Regions from separate parts of the Sus scrofa genome. Here region 2 is linked to region 1. A link is a contact called in public HiChIP or PLAC-seq data. All regions are on one chromosome and are shown on one strand. The core of a region is the stretch at or near the end of the contact, and the rest is flanking DNA. Distances in the headings are between cores, read along the strand shown.

What was found. HiChIP or PLAC-seq counts read pairs in DNA pulled down with a chosen protein or histone mark.
Region 2: an H3K27ac HiChIP or PLAC-seq map of skeletal muscle shows a contact between it and region 1. The contact joins the promoter of TRMO here to the promoter of ANP32B in region 1. A contact is called at or near these places in 2 of 5 promoter capture datasets (fetal liver and liver), 9 of 47 Hi-C or Micro-C datasets (brain, embryonic fibroblasts, epiblast stem cells and 5 more) and 2 of 2 datasets of contacts at active chromatin or transcription factors (alveolar macrophages and skeletal muscle).

The regions. Positions count from the first base shown.
Region 1 is chr1:239,840,116-239,843,613 of Sscrofa11.1, reverse strand. It overlaps ANP32B (acidic leucine-rich nuclear phosphoprotein 32 family member B), which reads right to left and starts at 1,552. Exons shown (of 7, transcript XM_021066477.1): 1 at 1,143-1,552. The coding sequence starts at 1,196.
Region 2 is chr1:239,785,382-239,789,150 of Sscrofa11.1, reverse strand. TRMO (tRNA methyltransferase O) reads left to right here and starts at 2,219. Exons shown (of 6, transcript NM_001243624.1): 1 at 2,219-2,326. The coding sequence starts at 2,251.

The DNA of each region.
Region 1 (3,498 bases), core at 303-2,802:
GCCGAGCCCTGGCGAGGCCCGCGCCAAACAAACCGCAGGCTCGGCCAAGGGAGCGGCGGCTCAGAGCCACCGCCGGTGCGGGCGGGCAGGGCCGGACGGACAGAGCCCGCAGGCCGACTCACGCGGCGGAAGGAGACGGGTGCCCGCCAACATGGCGCTGCGTCGGCCTGTGGCGCGCCTGGGCTGACGCGAGGAGCCGCCGCCCGCCCACACCGAGGGGCCAACCTCCCGGGCAGGGGCCCCCGGGCTCCGCCGCCGCGGCGCGGGGGGGAGGGAGAAGCCGCTTACGCCACAACTGCTAGCTCGGGCCGAGCGCGGCCTGCATTTGGAGACCGGGACTGGGGAAGGCCTGGGGGTCGAAAGGGGCGCGAGAGATAGGTAGACAAAGTTTTATTTTTAGGCTTGAAAAATGGCGGGAACCGACTCCTTTTTTCAAACTTGGCCTCGGGAGGGGCGTCGGTTGCGCCACCTCCGCCACCCGGGCTCGCCCCTCCCCAGCTCGCGCGCGCCAGGCCGCGCCCGCCCAAGCCCCCCGGCGCCCGAGGGGGCTTCCTGTCCCCCTTGGAGGCAAAGAACCCTCTGTTCGTCCTTCCGCTCCCGTCCTGGCCGGACCGGCGCCAACCGCGAGACCTGGCTGGAGGAGCCTCCTGCTCCGCCCGAGCCCCCTCCCGGGCCGGCCGGGGGCACGCGGAGGCCGGCCTGGCCCGCAGCGGGCCCAGTCCGGACTGGCAGCGCGGCTCCTCCGTAGGCCCGGCCTCCGCCCGGCCGCGCATCTCGGGAGGCTGCAAACATGGCTCCCAGCGTTACACAACCCCCTCCTCCCTCTCTTGCCGCCGGCCACACGCACACGCGCTCCTTCGGGAAAGGACCCCGGCGGGCGAAGAGCTCAAAGTTTGCTTTCCCCCACCCCACCGCCTTCCCTGGACGGCCGCAGGGGCCCGCGGGCGCCAAAGAGTTAATCCCGCGCGCTCGCTCCCCCCTCCGCGCCCGCCCGCCTGCCCGCCCGCCTTTCCCGTCCGAGCCCGCGAGCTGCGCTCTTGCCCGCGCCGGGGTCGGCGAGCCCGCGTCTGGGACCCCGCAGGTGGCCACCATTACATGCAAGTCATCGGGGGGAGAGGGAGCCCGAAGGGGATTCTGCTTACAGCTGCCGGGGTCCGGTTCCTCAGCTCCAGGTGGATTCTCTTCTTCATGTCCATGTTTCCCTCTTCCCCCCTCTTCAAACTTAACTTTCCGCAACGGGGGCGGAGGGGGGAGAGGCTCCCAGCCTGCGCAGCGAGGGCCGTCGGAAGGGGTCTGCTCGAGGCAGAGGCCGGCGGCGCGGTCCGGGGCGGCTGGCGGCGTGCGGGCAGGAGAGCGGAGCCCCCGGAGCCAAGTTACTCACGGGAGCGGAGAGAAACCATGGAGGGAAAAGGGGGCTGGAGCGCAGCGCTGGTCTCACTACCGCCGCCCCCGGCCGCGGCTCCGCACTGCGCTTAAACCGGCGACGCGGCGCGGGTGGCTGCTCGGCTCGACTCGGCCCCGCGCGGCGCCGCTCGGCTCGGCAGCCGCGGTGCACCAAGGACGGGGCGGGGAGAGGCGCGGCGGGAGGGGCGGAGGCTGGGGGGGAAAAGGCGCAGCCCGGGGGACAGGAGTGGCTTCTTCCCGCCCTCCGGTCGCACGTGGGGTGGCTGATGTAAGACCCACCTCGGGGGCTTCCCCGCCCGTCCCCCAGCTGAGACCTTGGGTCTTTCCTCGACGCGCCTGGAGACAGGTCTCCAGCCCGCGCTTGGAAGTCGGCCGAGCGGGCTGCGGGGAGACTTTGCGGTCGGTCTTGGGAGCTCTCTAAGGCCAAGCCCTCGCGCCGAGCCTCGGCCAGGCCAACCCGACACCGGCGAAGGCGGCAGACTTGAGAGCGCGGGACCGGGGCTTTCGGGGTCACCTCCCGCTCCCCTCCAACTACAGCATGGGGCCAACAGCACGAGACCTGTGTTTCCTTGGCCAAGTGGGGCTGGAAGTGCTGTGAGGACCCCCGTTGGGGGGCAGAATCGCTGCCGGCCCGCGCTGTAGCGCGTGGCACTTGGCGGAGTCGGCCATTGAGACCGATGGGGACGGGGTAGCCCCGGCCGCTTGCTCAAACCGCAGAGATGCGAGCGTTCCAGAGTTCGGGAGAATCTCCCTGGGTTTTCTAACATTAAGTATAGGCTAGTGGAGGCAGTAATTAGCATTTCTAATGGAGCCTCGAAGTTTACCGAGGTTCCTCAAGACTTTTATCTCCTTTATTTTTAAGGGCACCCCTCTGAGGTGTGTGGATTCTTGTTGGTCTCCAATTCGGGGAAGCTTGGCAGGTAGCTTTTGTCATGGGCTGCCTCAAAAAGCTCCCTGAGAGACAGGGTTAGAGCACTAAGTCGGTTTTGCAGACCTCTGGGGAGTAATATGAAGTTACATTCATCTTAAAATAAGTACATAGTCACGTGTCAAATCAGATACCATCTTAATTCTAGTATAGAGAAGAAGCTCCAAGATTGAGAACAATTTAGGAATAGAGAAAAACAACTCTATGGCATTACCATAAGTTTTTCTTAAAGTTAAGACTCCTCTCTTTCACCTAAGTTCATTTAGTGGCAAACAAAACTATATCGATTTTTAAAATATCAGATGCATGAAAATGTCAAAGCAGAAAATTTTCAGGAGGGTTATGGAAAAAGGCAAAAACTTTCTAGTATGTAGTTCCCTTGTATTTTAAATGTTAGTCTTAGCAGACATTTTTGTGATGGGGAAATGGTGAGGGCAGTGCTCTTCAGGATGTCGCACGAGGTCTGTAACTAAGGTTATGAGAACCACAAGACTATGAGATGAAGGCTTTTACGAAAAACTAAACTTAGTTCCATGAGCTAACAAGCAATTCGTGTGCATCCACTTTTAGGGCTTAATATGTTCTTTCAGTCATTGCACAAATGAGGAACTGAAGCCATGGGGCCAACAATAGGTGGAGCTAGGGTTTAAACCCAGATGGGTCTGATTCTAAGGCCTGCCATCTTTTCTGCTACACTGTCTGTCTTGAATGAAGTCATAGCATTCAAAGCAACATGGAGGTCTTCTCTGGAACAGTAGGTTGGGAACAACTGTAGAGAGCCTTCCATGCCAGACAGAACTCTGTAGGAGAGATGCTGAGGGAGACTGGGACACTGTAGCTCTGTGCTACAGAGAGTGGTAACCTGGTGGCTGATGGGGGAGGTGATATCAGTCCTGAGGGAGAAAGGGACAAATCTTGGGATCCTTTCCTCTCTAAATGACCAACTCAAGGATATGAAGACTCACAAGATAAATGTGTGTTTTATTAGATTAGGCTACAAAGTAATTAATAAACATAACCACAAAGTGCAGCAAATAAAAAGAAAGCAAAAGAGCCAGAGGAGAGATTACAGACCCGGTACTGTCCCTTCTGACACAGCCGGTGCTGGCATGCACCTCTGTGAACAAAGAGCATGTGTTCCAGTGACATGCTTCTTTGTCAGGGGC
Region 2 (3,769 bases), core at 970-3,469, 55 kb after region 1:
TACTACACTGTGCTCATGGTAGGTGCAATGGTTGGTCTTTAAAATCCATGAATATTATATCAAGTATGATGTGTGTGAGGATCCAAAGTTTTGATTTTCAAAAGGATCCTTCACTGGGAGTTCCTGTTGTGGTGCAGTGGAAATGAATCCGACTAATATCCATGAGGATGCAGGTTCCATCCCTGGACTCCCTCAGTGGGTTAAGGATCCGGCATTGCTGTGAGCTGTGATGTAGTTTGAAGATGAAGCTCAGATCTCAAGTTGCTGTGGTTGTGGATAGGCCGGTAGCTGTAGCTCCGATTTGACCCCTAGTCTGGGAACTTCCATATGCTGCGGGTGCAGCCCCAAAAAGCGGAAGGAAAAAAAAGATCCTTCACCCAAATGAAAGATGATTCATTTATTCATTACACTGAGAAGTTCTTCTCACAGTGTAGGCAGATGACCACCTGCTTTGAATCATTTAGATTTTTTAAAGGCAGATTCCTAGGTCCTACCTCCAGAGAAAGGGTTGTCTCATAAATACAAATAATCATATGTAACTCTAGACAGGCTAATGAAAACTTCATGTAATAAAAGTGCTATATATTCAAGTTCCTGTCTCCCATAGAGAAATTTTACTTCTAAAACAGGGATTAATGTACCTCACCAGTATCTCCAAGTCTGTTTTGCATTTCAGAACTTGTCACACTTGGTAATGTATTTTTGGTGTGATTATCACGATATATGATTTCTAAGGCCAGGAGCGCATATACCCCTCATTTCTGCAACAGCCTGGCCACAAATTAACCGACTATCACTTTTAGCAACACCCCCATCTAGTGGCCAACTGCTGCTGTTACGGCCCCAGTTTTACAGCGGGTATATAGCTCAGCCCTTCTGCAACTTGTTCTTGTTTCTTCAGCTGCCCCAGAACTCTTTCCTCCTGAAAACAATAGCATTCTTGTCTAATTTTTTCTTTTTCTGGCTGCGCTGGTGGCATGAAGAAGTTGCTGGGCCAGGGATCCAACTCCCGCCACAAGAGCGACTCAGACCGCTGCAGTGACAATGCCAGATCCTTAACCTGCTTTGCCACAAGAGAACTTTTTAAAATTTTCACGTGGAAAAGACCTATCAGAAGATATGTAGGTGTACGAATTTTCTCAATTTTTAGTTTTTGTTTTAAACCCCACGATCTTTAAATCTTTGGCTCCTTCCAATGTTCCTTTTCTGCTAGTGATCTATTTAGTCCACGACAAATGAACCAGTTGAGGAACAGCTTTTCATGGTTATAAAGCTTCCACATCTATGCAGTTTTATTTGAATAATTTATTTTGCAGGCACATGCTCCACCCTCCGCACCCCAACCCTCATGCAACAACAGGATAAAAAGCTCAGAAGCAGAATTATGTATACAGAGAAACTTGATAAAATATACAGGTGAGAGAAGACGTTACAAGTCAATGGGTAAAAGGGCAGGCTAGCGGTGCAAGGATAACTGGCCATCCAATGGAATGAAAACTGATTCTTGCTGGCCCTCAGTTTTTTAGAGCTCTCCAGAAACGATGGCACAATCTCCTCAATGTATATGGCATGTTGATTCAAATTTCATTCTCGCTTCAGTTCCCATGAAGTATGACGCACAGGAAACAAGTCTCCACCTCTCAACCCCTACCTAATCTGGTGTGGGTCTACCCATCCATTAGATTTGAAATAAGATTTACCTGGGGCTCCTTTCTGACAAAACATCCTTCTTATTACGGAAAAATGGGAGCATACAGATAAGTATAAATGACCATTTGTGTATTCCCACCATCCAAGTATTAACATTTTCTAACATCCGATCATCTTGCTATGTGATATACTACCCATACATATCCTTTGTCTTTAAAAATTATCGTCATGCGTTAGATACGCAGGTTGCTTATTTCGAGAGAGATATCTTTATGCATAAATCTTCAATGACGAGTCCCCCTTGAAACGGGCAGTAACTTCGGAGTCGCTAGCTGCCCTGAGAGGGCGGGAAACTGCTGTGGATCCAGGCGGGACCGCATAGACGCGGGTTCAGGAACGGAACGAGACCTCAGGTACACAACCTCAACCTCAGTTCTGCTTCCGCCGCCGCCCGCTGCGCGCGCGGCGCGCACCCCACACCCCTAGCGCGTGCTGGATCTTAGCGCCACCAGCCCGAGCGGCTGTTGCGCAGGCGCCAGGCGCGGAGACCGGAAGCGGAAGGCTTAACGCGTTGGGTGGGCACCTGTGCAACCAGTAGTTATGCGCGGCTTGGAGGACCCTGGGCCTCGCCCTAAAGCTACCCCGTGCGGGTGCGTGAAGCCAACTCTGGAGACAGGTAACTTTTAAGAGGCTGGCGGTTCCTCTCTCAGAACAACCATAAGTGCAGGCAGCCGACTTAACTGTAGAGAGGACAAGGAAAGCGAGACCGTGAACGGACTGGGTCCTTTTCCTGTTTATTGCGAAGGCACGGGTCACGTGCTTAGACGACCACGTGATGTATCGGAGGTGGAGCAGGATGACGTCATCTCTCCTGCCCTGTTCGTGGTGGCTGAGGTCGGCTGACCTTGGCAGAACAGCCACCTGCAGTGTAGTGGCCTGTCCTTTGGAGAGTTCTCACTCATAAAGGAGAGATAGGATGTTTACATCAGGTGCTGTGCCGACTAGGAGTTAATGCCACCAGAGAGAAGCATCCGGTGCTGTAGGAAATAGTTTTAAGCTGAACCTGGAAAGATGGTCATGGGCTTGTTTCTCTGTATTTTCACTCTTACTTATGCAGGAGACTGTCTTAACTTTGGAAATTAGAGGAAGCAAATGGAAAAAAGGTTAAAGTAGTTGGCCATCAAGCAGAGAAAACCTCTGTTAATATCTTGGTTTATACCTTCCATAATTTTTTCAGTGCATATATCCTAGAAATATGTGTTGATATGTAATCCCACTGTTTTATAACCTCAAAACCTTAAGGTTTGTAAAAACTTTCCATGGCAATTAATGTTAATTTTAAGAGGTTGCACACTGTTTTGTTTTATAGGTGTGCTCTTATTTACCCAGTTCCTTTTGTTGGGTGTTTAGGTTATTACTGGTTTTATTTCACTTAGAAAAGTGAAAGTTCTTGAGACTGTTGCCAAAAACTGGGTCTCTGTCCAACTGCTACCAAATGGAACCCCAGAGACAGTTTTGGGTGAAGGAGAAAAAAAAATATAGCTTTTATTGCTTTGCCAGGCAAAGGAGACCACAGCAGGCTAATGTCTTAAAGACTCTCCTCCTTTGGGGAAGAATTGCAGGGAGTTTTATAATCTAAAAGGAGAAGAACAGGGTTTCAGGTAAGAGTCAAGATTGGGGCAAACGTGTTTTTCTTTCAGGAAATTTTAGTCATCAAAGCTGGTGTCAGGAGAGCTCATCATGATCCTGGTGGTCTTCTGATTTATGGAATCTTGCCTTTTCCTCGAATAACAGTACTTACCAAAAGGACAGATTGGTCACAGATTAGGACAAACTAGGAAAATTGCTGAAAAACATCTTGTGCTTCTAATCTTTAACCCACAGGCAATTGTGTTCACAGTGCCTGATCTTTAGCTTACAGGTGTTTGTGTTTAGGGTACAGTCAAACAAGGGAAAAGTGCAAAGAAGGGCTCCAAACTGTTCAATTTTAAAGTATTCATTTAGAAAAGAAGCATGAAAAATAGAACTTTTTGGAGTTCTTGTTGTGGCTTAGCAGTAATGAACCCAACTAGCATCCATGAGGACATGGGTTTGATTCCCTGCTCAGTGGGTTAAGGAT